Linked DNA regions of Zea mays: region 1 is linked to region 2. The links are chromatin contacts, called in public Hi-C maps. All regions are on one chromosome and are shown on one strand. The core of a region is the stretch at or near the end of the contact, and the rest is flanking DNA. Distances in the headings are between cores, read along the strand shown.

Region 1 (5,156 bases), core at 2,486-4,985, 350 kb after region 2:
CCGAGGATACTGCTCTTCATCAGTTCGAAGCTCAGGACGCAGCAGTTGATGATGATGATGATGATTTTGGGATTCCACCTCTGCCTCCGCCTCCTATGCCTCCACGCTCTCATGATCATGAGGCTGGGAGTTCCAGTGGTGCTGCCCCTGCTACCCCTCCTGCCATTGACCCTGCTCTTGCGGCGATTCTCCAGACTCTTACTCAGCAGCAGGCTCACTTGGCAGCAGTCCAGCAACAGATGTCCGAGAGAATGCTCTCGATGTTTCAGACGATTCAGGACATGCAGGATTCTTTGCAGTAGCAGCTTCTTCAGGACCAGGCTGAGAACCGGGCATTCATGACTCTTATGCTTCAGCACACCGGTGTGTCGATTCCCCCAGTTCAGTTAGCACCGCCTCCACCTCTTCAGGCTCCTGTTGTGCCAGCGATTCAGCTAGGACCCCCTCTTCCTATAGTTGGTCCTTCTTCCTCTCCGCTCCAGCCGGTCACCCTAGCTTTCATGTCACCGGTCTTCAGATCCGTCTACCCTCAGCCGCTAGTGCCACCAGCTTCTGCTGCTACCACTACTGCTATGGCGGTGTCTGTGACCACTTCAGATCCGGCAGCTCCTGCAGCGCAACCTCAGTCCGAGTCGGTACCAGCTCCAGCTTCTACAGCAGATCCTGGATCCGAGACTGACTCTGACCCCTAGCTGGTGTTCGCTCTACTGCCACGACCGCGACCGGATGCGCCCCTCCACCTCCTCCCTCTTCTGCTGTGTAGGTTCGGGTTCCCTTTTGGTGTTTGACGCCAAAGGGGGAGAGATATGAGTTGTGAGAGCTAGGGGGAGTTAGGGAGTTAGTAGAGAGTCATTTTGATGTAATATATGTGCTTGTTACTCTCTGTACTAGCTTCACTTTTGTATGATGCTTTTGGCTCACAAACTCTATTATATACTCTCGATGCTTATATTGACTGTGTGTGTATTATGTTTTCACCTTATATTTTATCACCAGTCTTCTAGTTCTTGTTCATCGATTTGATTTCACTTTTATATGAACAAGAAACTTATGATGTGTATGCACTCATTCTTATTATTTTGGTACACACTCTTTCTGTCAAAGATTACTGAGTATAACTAACCATCTTCTCTATTGAAAGAAATTTCAAAACAAACTACTCTCACAAATCTTGTAGGGTTGTCATCAATCACCAAAAAGGGGAGATTGAAAGCATCTAGGCCCCTGGTTGGTTTTAGTGATTAATGACAATGTAATGTTATATGTGACTAACGTGTGTTTTGCAGAGACAAATGGTAAGTTAGGTCGCATTACAGGTAGAAGTACTACAACGGTGAAAACAATCCCAGAGATAAGAACTCGAAGCGACGGCTAAACGACGAAACAAAAAGTGAAGGACTACGGAGTCCAAGTGTCAAAGAATTGTGGACACTCGTGATTTAGTTAGGTCTTTTATTCTCTTTTAGCCGTACTATAAAGAGGGGTTGTCGATGAGTAGTTTGACCAAGAGAGTTCTAGTGTAGTGTTGGTGCACATTCACACTCACATATAGTGCTAGGTGTCACTCTAGAACTCACTCACAAGTTAGAACGAAAACCGATTTGAAAAACAGCTGAAAACAGGAAATAGGGTTTCTGGCCTTGGGGCACCAGACTGTCCGGTGTGCACCGGACTGTCCGGTGCGCCCTCTGCCAGGTGGGGCCAGGCTGGCCCAAGGGAAGGCTTTCCTCGAGCAGAAAACCCGAGAGCGCCAGTTTCAGAAATGAATTTTAGTGGCGCACCGGACAGTGCACCGGACTATCCGGTGTGCACTGGACAGTGTCTGTTCACTGTCCGGTGTGCCATCAGCCCAACGGCTAGCTGCCAGAACTAGCCATTGGAGTCGACCGTTGGCGCACCGGTGGCGCACCATTGGTGCACCGGTGGCGCACCGGACGCAGAAGAGTGCTGGTAACGGCTAGTTGGTGGGTGAGGGCTATTTATACCCCCTCCACCCACCATATTCAATGTCTTGCTACCCACATTAATTCTAGCACATTGCTAGAGCATTGCAAGCACCAAAAGCCTAGTGAGGAGATTAGAGAATCTTAATCCCGTATTTGTTCCTCATTAGCGCTAGCGAGAGCCACCTAGAGCACACACCACTTGCATTAGGCTTCTCTTGGTCAAGCGAAAGTCTACGGCTTGTTACTCTTGGTGATCGGCATCACCTAGACGGCTTGGTGGCGTTGGGAGCAAGCGTGCAAGCACTGTGCCGCACCGTCGCTTTCGAGTTTGGAAGGTGATCCGCATCAGGGGCAAGCGTGCAAGCGCTGTCGGTGGCAGGCGAGGGCGCAGGCGAGGGCTAGGCGGGGGCGCGGGGGGGCATGCTTCACCAAGGAGAGAGGTGGACGCCCACGTTAGAGACTTATAGAGTAGTAGAGATTTGTCGTTCCTATCTATTTTTTCAAGGTAAAAGAAGGAGCCGGAATGGGGTTGTTGTGCCCTTCCAGCGGCCTCGGTCTGTAGGGGGCGACAGTGGATAAAAGGAGAGATGTCCATGCAATAAAAGGAGAGATGATGATGATGATGACAAATTTTGTAATTTTTATTTACATACCGTGGCTAGTGAGTCTTTTGCCAAAAAATAATATAAAATAAGCTACTATAGGAGAGATTATGAGATTATCATAATCTAGACATTAGATTATATAATCTAGATCTATAATCTAGGTGTTGATTTATTTGTCGGATCTATACACTGGATTATATAATCTCGCTAGATTATAATCTGAAACAAACAGGCCATTAGACTATAAGGTGTCGTTTGGTTCACGAAATGTAAACATAAATAGTATCGGTAAAGTTTCACACTCGATTACAAGTGGTAACAAGTTTGAATAGGACTGTATCAATTTCCTAGTGTGGTATGTGAGTACAGTTGTACTTAACCAAATATGATTTAACATTATCGGTTACCATTCACGTTACACATATGTAAACCAAACAACACCTAAAAGAAAGGACACATGAACTCCTAAGGTCATCACAACACAACATATCATAAGCATAATCACTGTAATACTGGATGTAGATATTCTCTCACAATGAGAGCTCGAACCAGTCTATACACCTTCCACGTGATTGGTTGCCTAGCCAACTAGACTCAGGGGCACCACATATTGTCGACCACACGTAGTGTGTGATTGGTTGGCTGTAGAGGATAGCGGTAGCCTGCACCCACGCGTGCAACATAGCCCATGTTTCGCTCACTCGCCTGCATGCGTGGAGACGCGGAGTCGTGTTCCCAGTGACCCAGGCTGAGGTGAGGCAGGAGACAACCAATCACGTGGCTTGTGTCTTACCTTCGAGTCTCAATCTCGCAAGCTACCACATAAGGGTATGTACAACTTTGAGACTTCGTTTCGGTTTTCTAAGTATAAGAGACAATTAAGAGACCTACATAATACAACCATGAGACTGTAGATTATAAATGTAGATACGAGACAACATGCATAGAAAGTCATGGAGAGATAATTTCTTAGCGAATAGCCACCTCTTATATTTTTTTCACTTAGTCTCTTATAAACTCCTCAAGAGACTCAATACTAAATGAGGTTGTACATGCCCTAACGCCTGATCATCAAAACGAAATAGTCTCAAACCTAACTAAGGCAGAAAATCCAAAAAAAAACTCATTAACGAATGCAAAATTACAGGCGGTTCCTCTTTTGCTAAATACACCCTCCCTCTGGCCACCTTTCTCCCACTGCCTCGTATTCTATTCCCCTCCCTCGCCATCTCCGCCGTCGTTGCCTTCTCCAATCCACTAGTCGACAACGCACGCGCGCACCTTCTCCCGCGGCGGCGACCCCCGCGGCGTCGTCCTAGGGTTAGGATTCAGGCGACTTCCCTCCCTTCCGTGTCGCGGCGAACGCGTGGGAGATAATACGCCCTATGTCGTCTGACCCTTCGCGCCACCTCCCGTCGCCGGTGGCTCCGCCGGACGCGGCGGAGGTGGATACCCATTCCGCCGAGCCGCCAGAGGTGATGCACCGGACGAGAGCCGTCGACTTCCTTGGACGACGCACGCCCATCGTCTACCAGAACGACAACGGGCCCTGCCCGCTCCTCGCCATCTGTGAGCTCCCTCCCCCCTCGTTCGACTCCGAAACCTCGCGGGTTCGCCGCGCGTCGGCGCGTGCCAGGTGGTCCCCCGCGATGTTCATGGCACCGGCGCGCGTGTGTGTGCAGGTAACGTGCTGCTGCTGAAGAATGTGATCAGCATGAACCCTGACGCGGAGGAGGTGTCGCAGCAGAGGTTGCTCTCGCTCGTGGCGGAGCGCCTCATCGATCCAAACATCGCTGGACAGGTTTGGTCTTAACTCTCGCGAGATCGGGTCTTTCGTGTTCGGTGGATCAATGCGGGAACGGTGTTGTGTTGGGATGCAGCAGCAGCTTGTGAGCTGGCATCTAGTAGTTAGGTTCGCTGGCTGTGGCATTTCCTGGTGTGTTAATGCTTTCGATTCACAGGTCAAGGATGAGGAGTATGTTAACAACCGGGAGCAGAACATCGCGGATGCGATTGATCTTCTCCCGTGCCTCACGACAGGCATTGATGTGAACGTGATGTTCAGGAAGTGCGTAAGGGTTTTAACTTGTTGACCAGTTGTTTGTCATGCACACTCGTGATAATATGTTTATTTTGATGCTTACTGAGCTGTGTGGGATGCAGGATTGATGACTTCGAGTTCACCCGAGAACGTGCTATATTTGATCTTCTGGATATCCCGCTATATCATGGATGGATTGTGGACCCTCAGGTGTGCTATCCTTCCACTTAGCAAAAATGCTATGGCATGTGTTGTGTTATCTGGTGATGCTGCTGATTTCAGTTAGATTTGTGCATGTCATTTTTGTTCCGAGTTTTACACTCACTTTATCATTCTAATCAATGACCTAAACCATCTAATATGAGCTAGTTTTTCTTGTTGAAATTACAGTTTTTAGTTTAACGGATACAACTGATTCTTTTAGTCCTAGTAGAAAGCCACTATGTTTCCATAATTGCGTTATGCCATTGGCTTGGTAGGTCTTTGTGTGTGCACGTGCATGTGCAGACACACATGCTTTTCCAGTGCTTTGTAGGTTTACTATCGTATGCAAAGCGGCCGCTA
Region 2 (5,135 bases), core at 1,320-3,819:
TGCTGTACGTACGTGCAGGTGAACAGGGAAAAAAAAACTCCGTTAGCTTAGCTGTCCTGTCAGCTGGCTCTGATCGACCGATTCATGGTCATGGCGGTGAATGGTCGTCGGAACTTTACGTGCCTTTCCAGATCTCGACGTCCTCCGTTAGCTTCTGGTACACCGGCGTGGCGGACCAGACGAAGAACCCGCCGGGGCGCAGGACGCGGTTCAGTTCGAGGAGGAGAGCGCCACCTGCACGGACACACGGCAATCTCGGTCGGCATCGTCAGCAAGGGTCTGACCGGAAATGGAAGAAGGGGGGCAGCGGCGCACCGTCGGTGTGCCAGGGGACGCGGCAGCGCGCGCAGTGGACGAGGTCGAACGACTTGCTCGGGAAAGGCAGGCGCTTGGAGCCCATGACGGCCGAGATGGCCGGGATCCCGCGCTCGAGCGCCATCTGCACCTGCGCCTCGTGCTCGTCCTTGGGCGCGAACGACATGGTCGCCACGTCGCGCTCGAACAGGTAGCCGCCGAAGCTGGCCACGCCGCAGCCAACGTCGAGCACCACCCGCGTGTGCTTCCCCCACGAGATGGCGCGGACGGACTGGCCGAACAAGGCAGAGTAACCCTCCTTACCATCTCTACACTGGAGCGATCGAAACAGACAAACCATGGCATGCTGGCCGTTGGTACCTGCTGCAGGAAGTCGATGTAGTGCAGCGCACCATGGATGAACTGCGTGCCGCCGCCGGGGAATGTCAGGTACTGCCCGCTCACCTTCACCCAGTTCTGGTGACCCTTCACCTCCACCAGCTTCGTGTGCGGGACATTGCTGTACCATACCTGCACGTACGTCGTCGCCGGCACGACCAAGTCAGCAATGCGCCTTGCAGTGAGCATGGGGTGGGGGGGGATTCAGTTCAGAGACGCGGACGTATCTACCCTGTCTCGGCTCTTGGGCCACTCGATGGGACGGCGGTAGCCGCTGGGGAGCGCGACGAGGCACGTCGGGCCCTCGTCGGGGCAGTGCCGCTCCCGGTGCTCGTACCGCCGGAAGTTCTCCGGCCGCAGCTTCTTGATGGCCTTCTCGTTGTCCAGGCACGGGATGTAGTCGGCGCCGGCCTTCACGTTGCACACCCGCCACTCGCGCTCCTCTCCGCCGGCGTTCTCCGCGCCGTTGCCGTCGATGTCGCCGCCCTCGTCGCGGCGGTCCGTCTCCCGGTGTGACTCGTCGGCCTGCGTCGCCCACGCCTTCTGCTCCTCCGTGCGGCCTTCGGCGGCGAGCGAGTCCTCGACCTCGACGCTGCGGCCGTCGTCCTGACTGGCATTTCCGTCCGCGCGCCCCGTCCCCGTGTGCTCCGACTCCGACACGGCCTCTCCGCTGTCGGCGTCTCCGCTGGACCCTGACACCGACGACGAGCGCGCCTCCTCCTCGCCCTGTGACTGCTCCCTGCCGCGCTCCTCCTCTGTCCCTTCGTCGGCACCGTCGTCGGCCTGCGGGTCCTCCTGCGCTTCGCGGCGCAACTGGCTCCCGGCTGCGGCCTGCTGCTCCTCGAGCGCGCTCTGCTCCGCCTCTCGCTGCCTCTGCCCCGCGTTGCTCTCCTCCTCGATGCCGCCGTCCAGGTTCTTCTCCTCGACGGCAGCGGCGGCACCCCGAGGCCGCTCGTGTGGCATCTCCAGCTGCGGCTCCTGCTCCTGCTCCTGTTCTCGCTGCTCGCGGCTGCTCTCTTCCAGCACGGCTGTTTCTCGCTCCTTCTCCTCCTCCACCTCCCCACCGCGCGCGCTGGCCGCCTCGTCGTCTCCGGCGGCCACGTGGCCACCACCGTCCTCGGCCTTCACGTCCTCCATGGCCACCGCGGCGGCCTCGTGCTCCTCCTCCACGCCCGCCGCCGCCTCGTCCGACACACGCTCCTCGTCAGGCCTGGCGTGCGGGTCGCCCAGCGCGGCGCCGGCGCTCCGGTCGGGCCGCGGCTCCTCCTCGGCGCCAACGGCCTTAACAGCGGCGGGCGTGTCTCGGGCCTCCGACGCCTCCTCCCCGCGCGGCGCCGCCCGCTCCCTGGTGAGCTCGTACGCGAAAGAGGAGCGTGTAGTGTGGCGGTACGCGGTGACCGTTGCGGCGTCCCCGTCGGCGGAGGAGGTGGACGTGAGGAAGTAGGCCCCCGCGACGCACAGCGCGACGAGCAGCGCCGTCGTGGCGTAGTAGACGCACGCGGACGCGGCGGCAGCCGAGGACGACGCGGCGCCGCGCTTCCCGCCGCCGGCGCGCGAGCTGCGGGCGCCGGCGCCGGCGCCGGCCATGGATCGATCCCGCATGCGGCAGGGTTCGTAGCGGATGGGAGTCGCCTGGCGCGCGCGCGCGGTCGAGCAGTCGATTGATGAGGGAAACCAAACAAAGCTCTGGATGACTAATTAGGTTTTTGGCTGTTCTTTTTTGGCCAGCACAAGTGGCGGGAGGCGTAATCCCGGGAACATGGGGTGATCCCGGCGCGTCGGGGGTGGTCGGACGTGAGGATGACATGTGGGGTCTCCATGAGCTGCGTTGCTTAACAAGCGGGCGAGCTAGCGTTATCGTAGCATATATGCATGGGGCGTCGTCGTCGCCTCGGCCTCCTCCTCTTCTCACGCTCTTCACCTTCGCATCATGTGCCTCTACTCCATGTTTTTCTCTGCATAAGGATTTTTTTGAACAATTTCCGTAAAAAAATGTAGCCAAATACATAGTTGTGGTTGCCAACTAAGTACCAAACTCTTGCCATAATAATGAAAGTGAAAAAATGTCAATATTAGTTTCCAAGATGACTATACCAGTAGATGGAAGGAAACCTAACACTATCACCTTAAACTGAGGCGTCCCATTGCATTGCCACAGAAACATTCTTGTGAAAACCAAAGGTACATCTAGTATACAAAAACCTAAACGCTATATAACATTAGTTTAAACTTTGCGAATCACACTAAACTAAATCACCCTCACATCCACAACCTCCACTAAATCTAGCAAACAAATTACACTCAGACTTAGCACATCATCAAAATCAACGTTTCAGATCGTTTGATGAACAATCCCATTCGATCCCCTCCCCTCTCTTGCCTCGTGACCTGCCGCTCCCAGCCTCTCCCTCTCTACTGCCCCACGGCCGTCAACCTCTCTTCTCGCGTCGCCAACCATTCTATCCGTGGGATCGTAATGTTAATATAGACTATATACTGTCATAAAAAGGATAAAGAAAGAAAGAAAGAAAGGGCGAGTGGATAGATTGCAGGCAAGTCAAAAGGAGCAAGATATATTGTCCACTGAGTATTATATTGGGGGTAATTAATTAAATAAACCAAGGAGATTAAGCAATGATCTGCCGGCGGGGAGATGAGAGAGTAAAAGGGGGAAGCAATAAATTGGACAAAGGCAAGTTGGGTCCTCCGTCGTCTTCTCTCTAGTCAGTGCAATGGCTTGTCACTTACAAGCTCCAGGAATGGCAGGACGAGCCCAATAACCCATGCCTGGAACTAGAAAGCCGCACGAAGGATTTCCTCTTCTGCTGAGGAGGCGCATGAGATTGACCGAGCCGCAAGCCAAGCCTCTGCCAGCAGCTACCACAACCAGGAGGAAGAGGAACGAAGCGCTCCCTGTCCCTGGATAGCTCTAGCTCTCGTCCTGTCCGATCAGAACGGGGGGCCACGTGGGCAGGTCGCGTAAGGGGGCAGCAGGCCGGCAGCCATTTTTATAGATGTCCATAAAAGCACCCGGCCCGCGAGCCGTGTAGTGTATTGCTTGTGTAACAGTGATTTCGTGTGCTATTTGTGTAACTGTATGTAAGTGTAATGTGACATGTGTATTATTTCTGATCTTTGTAAGTGTAAATGTCAATTGTGATTGTGTAATTCAAACGGAGTGTTTCATGTGCTTGGTTTTAGTGTTGGTGGGCTCGGGCCGGTACAGTCTCGTTCTCGGGGTCGTGTGCTGGCTTGACACAGTTGGGCTCTTCTCATGTCAGGCTCGTTTAGGTCCTGTTCGGTTGTTCCGGATTGGAGCCCTGGATTAATTCCTAGCTAAATTACTTCTCTAATTTATATAGATTTTGATGAGTTGGAATGAATCCTGTTTTATTCCGGTACAACCGAACGAGCCCTTAGGGGTTTAGGCTCGTCGAGCGACCTATCCACAATACAAATAGGTATTCGAGTCTAACCATGCCGTATACTTAATAACCAGGACCGGATCGAGGTCGTGCTATTCATTTGGACATTATATTTTTAGTCATTCACGGGCTTTGCGACGACGCAAGTTTGGATTCCCACCCATGGCTACCACGTGGTTTTAATTTAATTTACAGCTGATTCCGAAAGCCTTTAGGCCTTGTTCGTTTACATCGGATTGCACCCGGAATTATTCCGGCTAATCAAAGTTTATATAAATTAGAGAAGCAATCCGGCTCGGATTCGTTCCGACCCATCAATCCGACACAAACGAACAAGGCCTTAGATGGAGGTGACTAGTCATGTGATCTACAGCCTAGGACTAGGAGTGAACGAGTGGTTAGCGCACACTCTTTTTTCTGATAGATGGCTAGATGGACAATGGGAGTTCCATCGGTTGCGTTGCAAGGTCGACCCGACCGAATGCGCGTATCGTGCTTTTCAGACGTTGAGAGAACGTAGCTGCAGCCAGCTAGCGCTACTTAACTCCTCTCTTGTTTGTCCCTCGCCTTTGCGTGTCATTTCCATAAATGACATAGAAACATGCTTTATTTATCTTTAATTGCTTGATGATCCATGCATCTATAGTTGGGTGGCCCAACCCAACCAAATTAAGGCGGCTTAGCGGCCTCAAGAAACTGATTCTAAAGTACACATGGCTTTGGAAAGGTGGTCCTGGTGGAGAGTGTGGCTTTATTTTAGGAAACTGAAGTACACATTGTGACACGTAATTGCTTGCAGTGTGTGGATGTGGACAGCGGAGCGACGCAGGCTGATGAAACTGAAGACAACCACAACCTTAATACTGATGAAGAGAAAGCGCGAGAAGCTGGAGTTCAAGTGAACAGGCTGAGGCGGGTGAAGAAGCTGAATCCAAAATACCTTGGGCCAACTTGGGTCATGTAATAGTTGCTGTGGCGTTTACAATTGGGCCTTGTGCCGTGTACTAGAACGACATC

Evidence for each region. Hi-C and Micro-C count contacts between places; a contact is called where the count stands out from the background.
Region 1: a Hi-C map of leaf mesophyll shows a contact between it and region 2, with 2.8 times the contacts expected there. The contact joins the promoter of LOC103629574 here to the promoter of LOC103629568 in region 2. A contact is called at or near these places in 6 of 25 Hi-C or Micro-C datasets (ear, endosperm, leaf and 2 more).

Annotation. Positions count from the first base shown.
Region 1 is chr6:94,707,838-94,712,993 of Zm-B73-REFERENCE-NAM-5.0, forward strand. LOC103629574 (ubiquitin carboxyl-terminal hydrolase MINDY-1) reads left to right here and starts at 3,736. Exons shown (of 12, transcript XM_008650652.4): 1 at 3,736-4,120; 2 at 4,234-4,352; 3 at 4,513-4,619; 4 at 4,715-4,802. The coding sequence starts at 3,937.
Region 2 is chr6:94,358,743-94,363,877 of Zm-B73-REFERENCE-NAM-5.0, forward strand. It overlaps LOC103629568 (probable methyltransferase PMT24), which reads right to left and starts at 2,570. Exons shown (of 7, transcript XM_008650648.3): 1 at 925-2,570; 2 at 676-825; 3 at 316-586; 4 at 124-234; 5 at 1-2. The coding sequence starts at 2,295.